Regions from separate parts of the Mus musculus genome. Here regions 2, 3, 4 and 5 are each linked to region 1. A link is a contact called in public Hi-C, HiCAR-type, Micro-C and promoter capture Hi-C data. All regions are on one chromosome and are shown on one strand. The core of a region is the stretch at or near the end of the contact, and the rest is flanking DNA. Distances in the headings are between cores, read along the strand shown. Region 1 holds the start of Armh4 (armadillo-like helical domain containing 4). Region 2 overlaps Slc35f4 (solute carrier family 35, member F4). Region 3 has its middle 49 kb from the start of ccdc198. Region 4 holds the start of Slc35f4 (solute carrier family 35, member F4). Region 5 has its middle 30 kb from the start of ccdc198.

Region 1 (2,700 bases), core at 127-2,626:
TCCAGCCGATGTCACAAATGCTACTGTATCCATAAGAGCAAACCAGGCTGGCTTTATAACCCTGAACAATAGGAGCAGCATTCTGACCCTGCAAAGCCTCCCTCTGGACTCCGACTCTTAGTGAATGATGCTAAGGATTTGCTGACTTCAGCTGCCTGCTCAGAAGATGCTTAGCTGAAGGAGACACACAGGGGCTTAATAGACTTCACATCAATAAAAACACAAAAAGAAGGGGGAGGCATGCAATTTCTGACCACGTATTGGTCCTCAGTGAAGAGCTCTTTCAGAACTCTGTGGGTGGTTTTCTAATCTTCTCTGAAATCCTCTTAGGTTTCAAAGGAAAACTTGCAAAGAAAAAAACATTGCAGACACTTGAAGAAGCCTTCTTTGCTATATTCCACAAGAGAGCTGCACTTTAATTTGGTACCCAAGTTTTCGTTCTAAGGAGAGGAAAGAATGTCTCATCTTGGAGAGCCCTGAATTCTTTGGCTGCTCCCTAGTTTAGCCAGGGTTCTAGTTTCCACAAGATTAGAATCTATATTGGCCGGCCTCTGTCAGTGACCAGGACACACATGCTAGGTCTCAGTGCCTCAAAACTGTGCTCTGTGCCTTGCTTGAGTGCCAAGCGCTGCAGAGTTTTCTCCCAGCTTGACCCCTAGTTCGTTTTTTTTTTTTTCTAATTAGGTTAAGTTCCCAGGGAGTGTCCTTCATTTGTCCTGGGGTACCCAGGAGAGCAAGAAGGCTCCCTGACATTCCTGCATCAAACATTCAACTATTTTTGTTTTTGTTTTCTGTAAAGTAGCAGGACCCTTTGGGGAGGCCACAGCAGTGCGCATTCGCTCCTCCATTGCTAGCTCTTAGTGGTACAGGAACACTGGGACCCAAGCTTTGAAAATGAACCACGGTCTTGAGGAACTTATCTTCCACAAGGTTGAACTGTAAGGGGAGGGGAGCAAAAGGAGCAAGTCCACACAAAAGCAGTCAGCCAGGAAGCTCTTCCTGTACAAAGGTTGCTCCCAGGTGCTGAGCAGCAAGGCTGGGTTGGACCAAGTAGTGCTGAAAGCCTTTCCCCGGCCTGCAAGATTCCTCCAGGGCTCACGGAGCTGTCCCTGCTCAGTCAGAGCCTGGGTACTGTGTTCCGGGAGGGTGCAGGGAGCTCCACCCTAGGGCTGCCCCACTCACAGAGCAAGCCCGCGCAGCCTTGGAATCCCGCCCCACCCCTGCCTCTCGCCAGGTCTGCAGAAGCCGGGCTTGTCCTCACCTGGAGCATTCAGCACAGCTGAGCGCGAAGGAAAGTGGCAGCGCCAGTGCCAGCCATCCCTGCCACGACTCACGTAGAGGCCGCCTACACTCCCTTGGCTGTCTGGGATGCTAGAGGGAGGGCGCTTGGCTTTGTTGTTTATTCATAAGACTGCAGCTAAGGCTAGGGATTGGCCAGCAGATAGGTACGCCCGCCTCTCTTGCAATGACGAGCTCAGTCACCACGCCCCTACAGTTTTGTGGACTCCGCTAACGCACAGGGCTGGATTAGAGTAGGACACCCGAGCCCGGGGCCCTTCAAGAGACCCTGCCCCCAACTGTCCCTCTTCACATCCTTGGCTTCTGCTGCAGCTCTCGCTACACTTTCAGAGAGGACACCAGATCACTGGTCCAACCAGAGCAGGAATTTCTCTGGTGTCTTGTAAACAAGCGGCACTCAGTCCTCAGATGCAGAGTGGTCCCTGTGGGAAGAGTGGGCATCTTGGTGGAGCTACTAATCAGAGGAACTCTGCAAGAACTGTTCCTGTCATTCAATCACATGTGCTAACTATCAAGTAGAAAATAAGAGTTAATAGGAGTCCGGGATTCTTTGCTCCTTCTGACACAAAGCAAGGTGCCATATAAATTACTGCATAAGAGCTGCACAAAAGCTCTGAAAATTAGAATGATCCCTTGAATGTTGAAGGTTCAGGACTACAGTTGGTGCAATGACCTAAGGCAGGGTTGCCCTTGCCTGTTATCTTTGAGCCTGTCAGGGACTCAGTTTCCCTTTCATTCTCCTAATTGTGAAGGGAAAGAAGTGAGGTTTAGAACAGGTCACACAGCACTCCCCCCTCGGTTCTGGTTCATAGGATAGCCTTTCTTCATGATGACCTTTTAAGGAGAGAGAGAGACAGAGAGACAGAGACAGAGACACAGAGAGAGAGAGCATGCACAAACGCACGCTTATCTTTGACGTATGCACCATCATCTTACTCTTCCAACTCCCCTTTACAACAGTTTGGTATATTTGAATGGAAGCCAGCAAGTGATTTTTGAATGGAATATGATTAAATTTAATTGATGGATGAAATCTATACTCTATACATGTGTTCAGCTCAATACATAATCCATTGTATGGTGACCAGGTCTCCTGCCAGATTAACCACACCCAACTAAGTGATATTTCAGAAGTTTCTTTTAAAGTCAATGGTTTGAAAATCAGGTCATGTCTTTTCATTATAAAATGTTCTATAATACGTATGGTAAGGTCCGAGCCAGCACACACACAAAAAAATGGATCAACTAAGCCCAAATTCTGGTAATTAAGAGAACTAAGGAAAACAACCCTAATGCTAAATATTGAGTCCAGAGTTCCAAGCTATGTATAAGAGATGGCAAGAGGATGCTATTCTCATTCCTCTCACATCCACAACCTGACCCATCCACAAACTTTATCTA
Region 2 (2,700 bases), core at 146-2,645, 420 kb before region 1:
AGTTTGCTGTCTATGAAACCATGTTGATGTCCACAGTCATTGTTGCTATTAGAAATCATGTGGAGGTATATAATCTCTGCTGTTGCTGGCTGCTATGGGCAAGGAAACTTCTTTTGCAGTGGTATTGATGACGGCAGACTTATAACTGAGAGTGAGAGACATCGAAGGCTTATGTGACAACCTCCTCCAGACCCCCATCCAAGGGAAAAAACAGTCTAGACAGGTTATTAAGACTCCTTAAAAATTGTGATAAAGATGCTGAAGTATAGACTTCACAGTTAATGACTTCTCTTGGGGGTGGGGAAGGACTCAATTTTCCTAAAAGGGATTGGTCACTGGGAGTTTGACCAGGCTTCAATGAGTACATGGGCAACACAAATTGGACTTGGTGGGGAGAGCACAAGGGTGGAAGGGTAGACCTGGGAGAAATGGAAAGTTAGTGTGATTAGCATGCATTGTATGAAATTCCCAAGTAGTTATTAAAAATATTGTGTTGAGGGTAAAAAAAAAACTGCAAGGGAAAAAGATCAAGTAACATAAAAATACATACGTATTAGGATTACACCTGGTTTCCCAATTGGGAGACTAAAAACCAGAAAGGCCTGGACAATATGTGCTACAGGCTCTAAAAGCCCACAGATACCAGCCCAGACTACTATACCAAGCAAAGCTTTTAATCACCATAAATGAAGAAAATATGATCTTCTATGATGCAGTCAAGTTTAGACAATATATGTCTTCAAATCCAGCTCTACAGAAAGCACTAGAAGGAAAACACTAATGTACGGAGGTAAGCTACACCCATAAAATATAGGAAATAAATAATCTCATACTAGCTAAACCAAAAGAAGACACACACACACACACACACACACACACACACACACACACACACACGCACACACACCTCACCATTACTACCACCACCACCACCACCACCACCACCACTAACAACAACAACAATAACAACAACATAAGAATTAACAACCATTGGGAATTGATTTCTCTCAATATCAGTGGTCTCAATTTTCCAACAGAAAGAAACAGGCTAACAGCGTAAGACTCTGACAAACCTTAACTTACTGGGGACCCCCTGAGTGAACAATGCAGAGTCGGGAACTGGTGCAAAAGCAAGAGGAATTTCATTGTTCCAGCATGCTGGGGTTGTCCTGCACACAAAGGAGAGAGAATGACCAGGTGTGGTCCATTCAGAGAGTTTTTATACAGTTTTCAGAGCAGCAGCCATTAGGCACAATGTGATTGGCAGAAAAAAATGTGACTTTTAGGGAATGAGGTGGCAAGGACTTCCCTTGTCTGCAGGTGTCCACCCTGTGGAATGTGTCTTCGTGCCCTGGGCCTCCCCCACCCTCAGGTGGCAGTTGGTCAGTCCCCTCTGCCCCCTGTAGTCTGAGGAATGTAATTGGCCTCTCCCTTCTGAAGGGTAGCGGTGCCTAAATCTCCATGACCTTTCTCTTCCAGGAAGGGAGGGGTCTGGTGGAATTTTCCAAAGGTCCTGCACTGACCTCTTCAACAGAATGGATGCAAAGCCAGAATCCATCCTCTCCTATATCCAAGAAACACACCTCAGCATCATGGATAGACATTACACCAGGGTAAAGAGTTGGAAAAGATATACCAAACAAATGGACCTAAGAAGCAAGATGGTATGGCCATTTTAATACCTAAAAAAGGAAAAGAAAATAGACTTCAGACCAAAACTAATCAGAAGGTATGGGGAAGGACACTACATATACACCAAAGAAAAGGATTCACCAAGAAGACATTTTAATTCTTAACATCCATGCTCAAAGGGCACTCAAGTTTATAAAAGAGGTGCTACTGTAGCTTAAGTCACATATTGACCCTTGCACACTGAGAGTGGAAGATTTCAAAACTCCACTCTCACCAAGGGTCAGGTCATGTAGACAAAAACTAAACAGAGAAATGCTGGAGCTAACTGACTGGCTTTTGCATCAGTTCCTGACTCTGCATTGTTCACTCAGGGGGTCCCCAGTAAGTTAAGGCTTGTCAGAGTCTTACACTGTTAGCCTGTTTCTTTTTGTTGGAAAATTGAAACCACTGATATTGAGAGAAATCAATTCCCAATGGTTGTTAATTCTTATGCTGTTGTTGTTGTTAGTGGTGGTGGTGGTGGTAATGGAAAGGTGTGTGTGTGTGTGTGTGTGTGTGTGTGTGTGTGTGTGTGTGTATGTGTGTGTATGTATGTGTGTGTTTGACCTAATGGACCTAACAGATGTTTATAGAACATTTTACCCAAACACAAAAGAATATACTTTCTTTTTTGAACCTCATGGAACTTTCCTCAAAATTGACCACATACTCAATCACAAAGTCCCAACATATATAAGAAAATTGAAATTAAGTCCCAGCATCCTGACCACCAGAGATTATAGCTGGATATCACTAGCAACAGAAACAACAGAAAGCTAACAAATGTGTGGAAACTGAATAGTCCTCTACTGAAGGAAAAATATGTTAAGACAGAAATAAAGAAAGAAATTAAAAACTTCTAGAATTAAATAAAGATGAGTACACAGCATAGCTACAGTAATGGGACACAATGCAAGCTTTGCTAAGAGGAAAGTTCATAGCACTAAATACTTACATTAAAAAATTTGAAGTGGTTTCATACTAGCAACTTAATAGCACACCTGAAAGCCCTAGAATAAAGGGAAGTAA
Region 3 (2,700 bases), core at 29-2,528, 490 kb before region 1:
AAGCCCTCACCAGAGTTAGATATTTCATTATAAGACATCCTTGACGTAAATGATTCTTAACCTGATAGAGCAGTGCTAGCCAACAGGAATATAGTGTTAGCGATAGACATTTATGTGACGAGAATTTCTAGTTGCTACACTCAACAAAAGGAACAGGGCTGGGGATGTAGCTTAGTGGTAGTGCAGCTGAGTGGTCATGCAGGCTCAGTAGTAGAGCACTTACCTAGCGTGTGTAAGGCCGTGGATCCAATCCTCATCACTAAACTATGAAAATAAAAGTAAAAAATACACAGATGAAGTTGCTTTCAAAATACATTTCACTTAACCCACTATATTAAAAGAACACTCTTAATGTCTAACGAGTATAAAGCCAATACAAACCATTTTACGTTCTTATTTGAAAAAACACCAAGCCTTTCAAACCCAATATATTTCACATAACACATTTCAGTTTGTCCTTGGCACATTTCTAGATGTATATGTGGCTAGTTTGTGCCTAGTGTTTAGGACCATGTGCCTTCAGATCCACAGAGTCTCTGGATGTATTCTTCCAGAATAAATAGACTAAGCTCACGCTATTTTGGAAATCTTGCCAGGGCTCTTAGAACAGTTGCTGCAGTCTGTCCCTTAGAGCTGAGGTGAGGATCCTTGCTCTTATAACTCCTTAGACTTGGGAAGGATCCCGAGTTCCTGTCTCCAGCAAGTTGCCTTTGTTCTGGTAGCACACACAGGGGGACATGCTACCTACCTGTGTTAAAGTATGTCTTCCTTTTGTCTCTGGGATCTTGGCACTGACATCCTATACCACAAAGAACCCTCTTTCTTTTTACTTCCCTTCCAGTTGCCACAGGGATGCAGGAGGAAATTCATGGGAATAACCAGAACCACAGTTAATAGAGCCTTCTCACTTTAGCTGCCAGAGATAAACTGCAGGGCCTGTATCAGAGACACTTTGTGTTTCTGACAGGGGTTTATGGATCAGCAAGAAAGAGGATTTGTACTTAAGTATCAGGATATTCTCATGCTCTGCTAGTCATATTATTTACTCTTTTATCTCAGACATTGCCCTTCTCCTAGTCATTCGTCCTCTGTATCTTGACAAACTGCCTGCAAGAAATTAACAGGCATGCAAACCCTGGATGAGCAAAATTGATTCTCCTGTAATCTGTTCGTGAGGAGATCAGGACGTGGTTGAAGGGATTTTAATTTCAGAGCCGAAGTTGCTAGTCTGTCTTTTTGTCAGGCAATTAGTTCCACTGGCTGGGCATGAATGCTATGACTCAAAGTGCCAAGGGGACCAGGCATGGATGCTGCAGGAGCCTGCTCTGCTTCTTCCAACTTTGCCCATGCCAGCTTTTTTTTTTTTGTCTCTAGTTTATTTTGGGTAAGATTCTCAGATTCTCTCCTCAGCACCAGGCTATGTGGCTTTGTAAGGGCACTATGAGTCCCATGGTCAAAGGACACGCCTAGAAGCAAAGTTGTGTGCAAAGGCTCTAGACAAGTGCCTAAAGGAGACAGACAAGCCCTAGCAGGGTTATTGCTTATGAGTCTTATTAAAATCACAACATGTTATTTTAATTTTCAGCAATTTGAGGTGACAATTAGTCCTATCTTACATTGCTGAATTTGAAGGTGAGGGCCAGGGAGAGGCTACAATTTGTTAGTATCAGCTCTGTAAGAAATGTATGCTGCATTCACACATGGGTGCTCTTATTCCTGAACTATATTGGACACTCAGTAACTCACCGAAACCATTGCCTCTGGGACTCTGGAAATGAGCAATGTTTCTACAACTATATCTCAGCAAGATGCTTTTGACCATTGAGCAGGGACCAGTTTTACTTCCTCTAGTGTCCTCCAAGACCTAGATGCAGCTGGCCCATCGAGGCACAACAACACATAGACACCCCTATTTTCCCAGTGACCAAAGTGCAGCACCCCCTTTGATTCTCAAGATGACCATGAGAGGCATCTATGAAAGGCATTGTCCTTCTTTATATAGGTAGCAGAATCAAAGGCAGGGGTGGGCCTTATAATCCTAAAAGTAATCTAAATAAAGTTTGAAGCTGTTGCTTTAATTGTGTCAGGGCAACAACTTACCTGTAAGCTCCTGCAATCCAGTCTCTTTCCTGCATGTCTGTGTATCCACTCCTCTTCTTATAAGATGTGAACTATTTTTAAGATTACAGAAATTCCAAACCCACAATGCTGTCCCAGAGTCAAGTAGGGACCAATGAGTAGCAATGTCAAAGAAAACCACTTTCAAGCAACAATAGGGGTAAGCGAGCAAATGAGTGAATAACACAGTAGAAATATTTTCTTCAAATAGGCTGAGCTAATTATGGGGATCCATATAGGCTGAGCTAGTTATGAAGGTCTACTGTACATTGAACAAGTAGTTTTTAGGATAGAGGATACTATTTTTCAAAATGAACCATCCAAAAGAGCAAAACAACTCATTGCTTAAAGATATCAAAATGCAATTTTAAATGTCATGTATATAATATGTCAAGCTTAGAAGGTTAGTCATTGATTACCACAATTGACAATAATTTAATGAGGCAAGAGCAATGTTTGTATCAATATGGCATTTAAATAGCCCAAAGTAACTGTAATGTAGATAATAAACTAATTTAATTTACTAAGAACATTACATTTTCTTTGTACCATTTTTCAAGAAGCTTAAAATGTGTCTTGGAG
Region 4 (2,700 bases), core at 28-2,527, 260 kb before region 1:
AAACAGGCTTCACTTTGGTGCTTAGCAGAACTAATCCTAGCAGATACAGTGGGGGGTTTGTGTGTCAGGGAAACAGAATGTGGAGACTAGAAACATAGAGACCCTCACTGCATCCCCAGCAACACGGTGTGTGTGTGTGTGTGTGTGTGTGTGTGTGTGTGTGTGTGTGTGTGTGTGTGTGTGTGTGTGTAGGAAGCGGTAGTGGATGAAACTGCTTCCAAAACCTGAGAGCAACTATGCAGACTGGCGTAATCTAGCCAGAATAAAGCTGAAATCCAGCAGCTCAGAGGTGGCCGCGTTGTGTGGAGGGTGTAGGTAGCTCCGCAATTCAGCCACTTAAGCAGGTTCTTTTCACTGCTCAGGGGGTAGAGAACCTTCTAAGGATGTTTTATCATGAACAATTATCGTGCTGGCAACATTTCAACAACCCCTGGTGAACAAGCTGACCCACCCAGCCAGTCTAACCTCAACCAACTAATGTCCCCCACAGTCTTCATCCCCAGCGTGGGGTAAGCACCCTGACACAGAGTCAAGCTTTCTGAGTGGGTATCCCAAGGGCTGATGGTCAGCTAGTGGAACAGCCATGTTAGCATCCTCCAGGCATAAATCAGCCTCCGGTAGGCTGACCGACGACAATCAGGAGCGCTTGCCCTGTCCTCTACACGCCTCTACCTCCAAGACTGAGACTGTCCCCAAACTCCTGGGTTCAAGCGCCCAGCCCCAATGGCTGCCTCGAGGTTCAGCACCGAGGACAGCGGACATCGGACATACTTTACTCCCTGAGGTCCTGGAGGCCAGGGCAGTGTTTGTGAGGGAGCAGACAATGCTGCAGGTGTCCCACCGCGCGCCTTCTGGCACCGCACCCCTGCCCCCTGTCTCCCTGTGCCCCTGTGCTCCTGAGCTCCCATCTCCCACCCGCAGTTCGCTCAGGACCGCCTCGCGGCGTCTTACTTTTCTGGCTGGAGTAACCCGGGTAATAGCCATAGTAGCCAGTAATCCGCAGGATCCGGTCCTCGATGGTGGCCACCCCGTTGGGGGCCGCCTTGACATCCATAGAGAACGCGGGGCGGCGGCTCCCGGAGCCGCGGGGCGTAGAGCAAAGCGCGGGGCCCGGGAGCTACTGCAGGTACCGCCGCCGCCGCCGCCGCCGCTGGTGCTGATGTTGCAGCTCGTGCTCCCGCGCCCCAGCTCTGATTCCACCGCTGGGCGCAGCTCTGGCTTCGCATCACAGCGGCGGCGGCAACGGCAGCGGCAGCGGAGCGGCCCCCACTCTGGCCGGCCTTTCTGTCAGCCTGGCAGCTCACCCGCCCGCCACCAGCTCACTGCTGCCCGAACAGCGCCCCCTCACCTCCGACGCCCACCCAGGTCTGGGACGCTTGTGGGCGCCCCACCTGGTCTCTGACTTTCACCGTTAACCCTTGTGCCAAAAGTAGACACCCCCAAGCCCACTTGAGGGAAGGACGGTGGCTAGATGCTCAAGGTGAACTGCTGTGGGTGGGAGACACTCACACAGAACTAGGGGTTAGCAATTCAAAAGATGCACACTGCAGTTTAGCACTTCTACCCTGCATTCGTTCCAGGCTCCTGCCCATTCCACCTTGGGTGTATGGATATGGAAAGCATTCACAGGCATTACTCGTTGCAACTTGTCTAGACATCCAAGGATCCTTTTTCTCCTTTTACCAACTGAGAAGGAGGAGGAGGAGGAAGAGGAGGAGGAGGGGAGGAGGAGGAGGAGGAAGAGGAGGAGGAGGAGGAGGAGGAGGAGGAGGAGGAGGAGGAGGAGGAGAAGAAGAAGAAGAAGAAGAAGAAGAAGAAGAAGAAGAAGAAGAAGAAGGAAGAAGAAGAAGAAGAAGAAGAAGAAGAAGGAGGAGAAGAGGAAGAAGAAGAGGAGAAGAAGAAGAAGAAGAAGAAGAAGAAGAAGAAGAAGAAGAAGAAGAAGAAGAAGAAGAAGAAGAAGAAGAAGAAGAAGAAGAAGAAGAAGAAGAATCTCGATCAGGTGGTGTGTGGATTATAATTACCCTAGTGAATGCAGAGATTTTAAGAGTTTAAGTCCTGTGTCTGATAGTCTACATGGGACCCCTACCTTCCAATAAACACAACAAAGGGTAGGACCATACATCTGAGCACAGCATATTCATTTGTCTAATTCTAAATATCCCACAATCTAAGAAAAAATATTTTCTTCTTTATTGTAAAACACATAAGAAGTAAGGGCTTTCAAACTGTATCTGAGCATACGAGCTATTGCCAAAGTCCAAAGACCAAAGAGAAACACTTTTTTTTCCTTTTGTTTTTTGTTTTGTTTTGTTTTTTGTTTTTTTTGTTTTGTTTTGTTTTTGTTTTTGTTTTTTTTTGTTTTTTTGTTTTTTTTTTCTGGAGACAGGGTTTCTCTGTGTAGCCCTGGCTGTCCTGGAACTCTCTCTGTAGACCAAGCTGGCCTCAAACTCAGAAATCAGCCTGCCTCTGTCTCCCAAGTGCTGGGATTAAAGCGTCACCACTGCCCGGCTACAGAAAGACTTATTATCTATGCAGAACATTCTAGAAGCTCTGTGATCAGGGTGAGCAGCCTTCACACCAATATGGCCCTTCTGAGTTGATGAGAAGTCCTAGAGTTAGCTGAATGCAAGGAGCAAAGGCTACCTTGTTCATAGATTTCAGTCCCTGTCTCTTAAGAAGTAATCCTCCAATCTCCATCGC
Region 5 (2,700 bases), core at 100-2,599, 510 kb before region 1:
ATGCCCTTCTTAAATTCCTCTATCATCATCATGAGATGTGATTTTAAATCAGAGTCTTGCTCTTCTGGTGTATTGGGGTATTCAGGGCTCACTGTGGTGGGAGAAATGGGTTCTGATGATGCCAAGCAGCCTTGGTTTCTGTTGCTTATGTTCTTGTCCGTGTCTCTTGCCATCTGGTTAACTCTGGTGTTAGCTGGTCTTGCTGTCTCTGACCTTGGCTTGTCCCTCCTGTAATCCTGCGTGTCAGCACTCCGTGGAGACCAGCTCTCTCTGGGTGGCATTTGGGTATGGAGAGCTTGGCAGAGCATCTGCTCTGGGGCACAGATGGAAACCATAAGCAGGCTGCTCCTTGGTTCCTGTGTCCGGAGGGCTCTGGGCAGGTCCCTTCTGGGCCAGGTATTTAAGCAGCAGTGATGATCTTACCTGTGCTCTCAGGTGTGTCAGCACTCCTGGGAGACCAGCTCTCTCCTGGCAGGATTTGAGTACCATGGAGGCATTTTCTTCATTGAGGTTACTTCTTGTCAGATGACTATAGCTTGTGTTGAGTTGACATAAAACTATCCAGCACAGATCCATCATTTCAAAATATATTTGCATTCAAAATCCAGCCACTAGAAGAAGTTACATGTTGTTATTCTTCAGTTTATTTCCACTGTAGTTAAAAATTCCATGGACGAGATAAGAGGACACTGTGTTTCTTTCCTTTTTAGCTTGCTACATGATTCTGATCTGTATCCAGTATATCCAACTGTATATCTTAGATATCTACTGGTCCAAAATATACTTTGATATATACTTTGAAAGAAAAACAGGAAAAAACCCTATGCTTTTTATAGAGCTCTAATAAGAGGTCACTACAACCTAAGGAACTCACTCATCCTCAGTTAGATAATGCAGGGAAGGGACCACTGTGTCTGGCACTCAAAGCCTTAGAACCCAGATCCAATCTAGTGTCCTGCTCAAATTGTCTTGCTCAACCTTGCACGACAGCCCTTATTTTTCACTGATCCCCAGCACAACCTCCTGTTTCTCTCAAATTTGTTTTCCCTTCATGTTCTGTAGTACTTTACAATGCTGAACTGTGAGCACCCCTAACTGTATCAGCTTTAGTGCCTCCCAGTTTTTGGTGCCCCAGGTACCTCCCTGAGGCATCCCTCTTTGCCTGCGAGATTATCATTCAGTTAGGTTTTCAGCCTAACACTTCTTCTCCAATCACCATATACATACATGGCATTGATAATACATCAACTGCTTCTATGATTTGCAAATTTACTTTCCTGGGGTGACTCTCAGGAAGTGAAGCAACAGGATCTTGCTTTAACAAAGGCTGTGCGTGGTTACTGGGTCATGGAGAATGCACTTAGTTGGGAAATGTAAATAGGAATGGCTGCAAGCACTAGGATGAGGTGGGGGTGGGGGCACACGAGATTTGCACACAAATGCAAGTTAACTGCATGTAGTGATCAGGTGCTTCCAGTACCCCACCCAATGAGTTTTTGATATTCTATCTTGGGAACAAAGAATGATTGTTACAGGAAATATCCAGCATCCTTCTTTTCTCAATAGGAGCAACTTGTTTTTTTCTAAGGCCTGGGACAAGGTAAAGCTTATGTATGCTATCGAATGCAGGCCTTGTAATCCACTCTTCTTATTTCCTGGGCCTGTGGAGGTGATAGGTACCCCGTGTGATTTATATGATCTGATGTAGGCACATGGCCTGAAGCTTTAGAAATTGTCCCCTTGTAGTCTGGATTTTAGGTTTTATTTATTTCTATTGTATGGGGTAATTAGGTGTTTATAAGAATGTTGCAGGATATTTGATCACACTGTGAACCCCAAGATTGTGATATTTACTGGAAAAATCTGATTTTAGTTGTGGTGCTGCTCAGCCTGAGCACACACCTTTAATCCAAGAGGTTTCTGCTTGAGTATTGTAAACATTATTATTATTACTATTATTATTTTCTTTTTTCAAGACAGGGTTTCTCTGTATAGCCCTGGCTGTCCTGGAACTCACTTTGTAGACCTCGAAAGTAAGCCATAGGTCAACCACAGTCAACTATGAAGGCAGAGCAAGCAACCAGTTGACAGGAAATGAACTAGGATTATTAAGGAAAAAAAAAACATAGAGAGTAAGAAGGAGTTAGGAGGATGGATAGAGAGACTACAGGAAATAGAAGGAGGGGGGCATTCAGTTTAAAGGAGGCTCTTTTGAGACTGTGTGTGTGTGAGAGAGAGGACATTCCTTCTTGGATGTCATTTGAGGGGGGAAGGTCAGCTGGGTACTTGCTCTGCCTCTCTGAGCTAGTAGGCTTTCACTCCAGCATCTGGCTCCTGAGTCTTCATTGGTAAAATCAAATGATTGAAATTTTGTTAAAAACAACCAAGTCTGTGAGCACACCAGATTGGAACAGGGTGTGAAGTTGAGTTAGACCTCACCAACTGCCCACCTGTCCCAGCTTGTGGTTGTGACACTTGCTATCAGAGTCTAGGAGGAGGTTCCTAGACAACATAGCCTGGTTGGAGCTCTCTTCTGAGTAATCTCTAGCTTGGCTCTCACAGTGGAGACAAATCTCAACTCCAATGTCAACTCAGGAAATTCTCCTGGGACCCTCAGAAAACAGTGGAAAGTCATAAATATAGGCTCCTTTCCTATTAATATTTCTGGAGTACCTTTAGCAATTATAAAGAACTTTCATA

The links. Promoter capture Hi-C pulls out the DNA fragments that hold promoters and counts their contacts. A called contact is a pair of places that touch in the nucleus more often than the background predicts. HiCAR-type assays count read pairs that join an accessible place to other places.
Region 2: a HiCAR-type map of embryonic stem cells shows a contact between it and region 1, with 4 times the contacts expected there. The contact joins the enhancer-like site here to the promoter of Armh4 in region 1. A contact is called at or near these places in 12 of 39 promoter capture datasets (the 3T3-L1 cell line, 3T3-L1-derived adipocytes, the C10 cell line and 7 more), 1 of 115 datasets of contacts at active chromatin or transcription factors (embryonic stem cells) and 1 of 9 other capture datasets (adipose tissue).
Region 3: a contact with region 1 is called in a Hi-C map of the N1E-115 cell line, with 2.4 times the contacts expected there. The contact joins the enhancer-like site here to the promoter of Armh4 in region 1. A contact is called at or near these places in 10 of 39 promoter capture datasets (the 3T3-L1 cell line, 3T3-L1-derived adipocytes, the C10 cell line and 6 more) and 1 of 484 Hi-C or Micro-C datasets (the N1E-115 cell line).
Region 4: a Micro-C map of embryonic stem cells shows a contact between it and region 1, with 4 times the contacts expected there. The contact joins the promoter of Slc35f4 here to the promoter of Armh4 in region 1. A contact is called at or near these places in 8 of 39 promoter capture datasets (cranial neural crest, epiblast stem cells, hippocampal neurons and 4 more), 2 of 484 Hi-C or Micro-C datasets (both in embryonic stem cells) and 1 of 9 other capture datasets (liver).
Region 5: a promoter capture Hi-C map of embryonic stem cells shows a contact between it and region 1, with 4 times the contacts expected there. The contact joins the enhancer-like site here to the promoter of Armh4 in region 1. A contact is called at or near these places in 11 of 39 promoter capture datasets (the 3T3-L1 cell line, 3T3-L1-derived adipocytes, the HPC-7 cell line and 7 more) and 1 of 115 datasets of contacts at active chromatin or transcription factors (embryonic stem cells).

What each region holds. Positions count from the first base shown.
Region 1 is chr14:49,782,007-49,784,706 of GRCm38.p6, forward strand. Armh4 (armadillo-like helical domain containing 4) reads right to left here and starts at 1,377. Exons shown (of 8, transcript NM_026142.5): 1 at 1,262-1,377. The coding sequence starts at 1,270.
Region 2 is chr14:49,360,991-49,363,690 of GRCm38.p6, forward strand. All of the region lies in intron 1 of Slc35f4 (solute carrier family 35, member F4), which reads right to left. Among named protein-coding and RNA genes, the nearest start is that of Gm52146, 24 kb to the right of the region's middle. Within about 2 kb of position 1,396, at least 6 of the 459 cell types and tissues checked have an H3K27ac peak or open chromatin away from gene starts, as enhancers often do. A contact at or near this core is called in embryonic stem cells and stem cell-derived epiblast-like cells, where this site is marked.
Region 3 is chr14:49,292,988-49,295,687 of GRCm38.p6, forward strand. No RefSeq gene overlaps it. Among named protein-coding and RNA genes, the nearest start is that of ccdc198, 49 kb to the left of the region's middle. Within about 2 kb of position 1,279, at least 21 of the 459 cell types and tissues checked have an H3K27ac peak or open chromatin away from gene starts, as enhancers often do. A contact at or near this core is called in the N1E-115 cell line, where this site is marked.
Region 4 is chr14:49,524,560-49,527,259 of GRCm38.p6, forward strand. It overlaps Slc35f4 (solute carrier family 35, member F4), which reads right to left and starts at 1,278. Exons shown (of 8, transcript NM_029238.2): 1 at 952-1,278. The coding sequence starts at 1,054.
Region 5 is chr14:49,274,197-49,276,896 of GRCm38.p6, forward strand. No RefSeq gene overlaps it. Among named protein-coding and RNA genes, the nearest start is that of ccdc198, 30 kb to the left of the region's middle. Within about 2 kb of position 1,350, at least 5 of the 459 cell types and tissues checked have an H3K27ac peak or open chromatin away from gene starts, as enhancers often do. A contact at or near this core is called in embryonic stem cells, where this site is marked.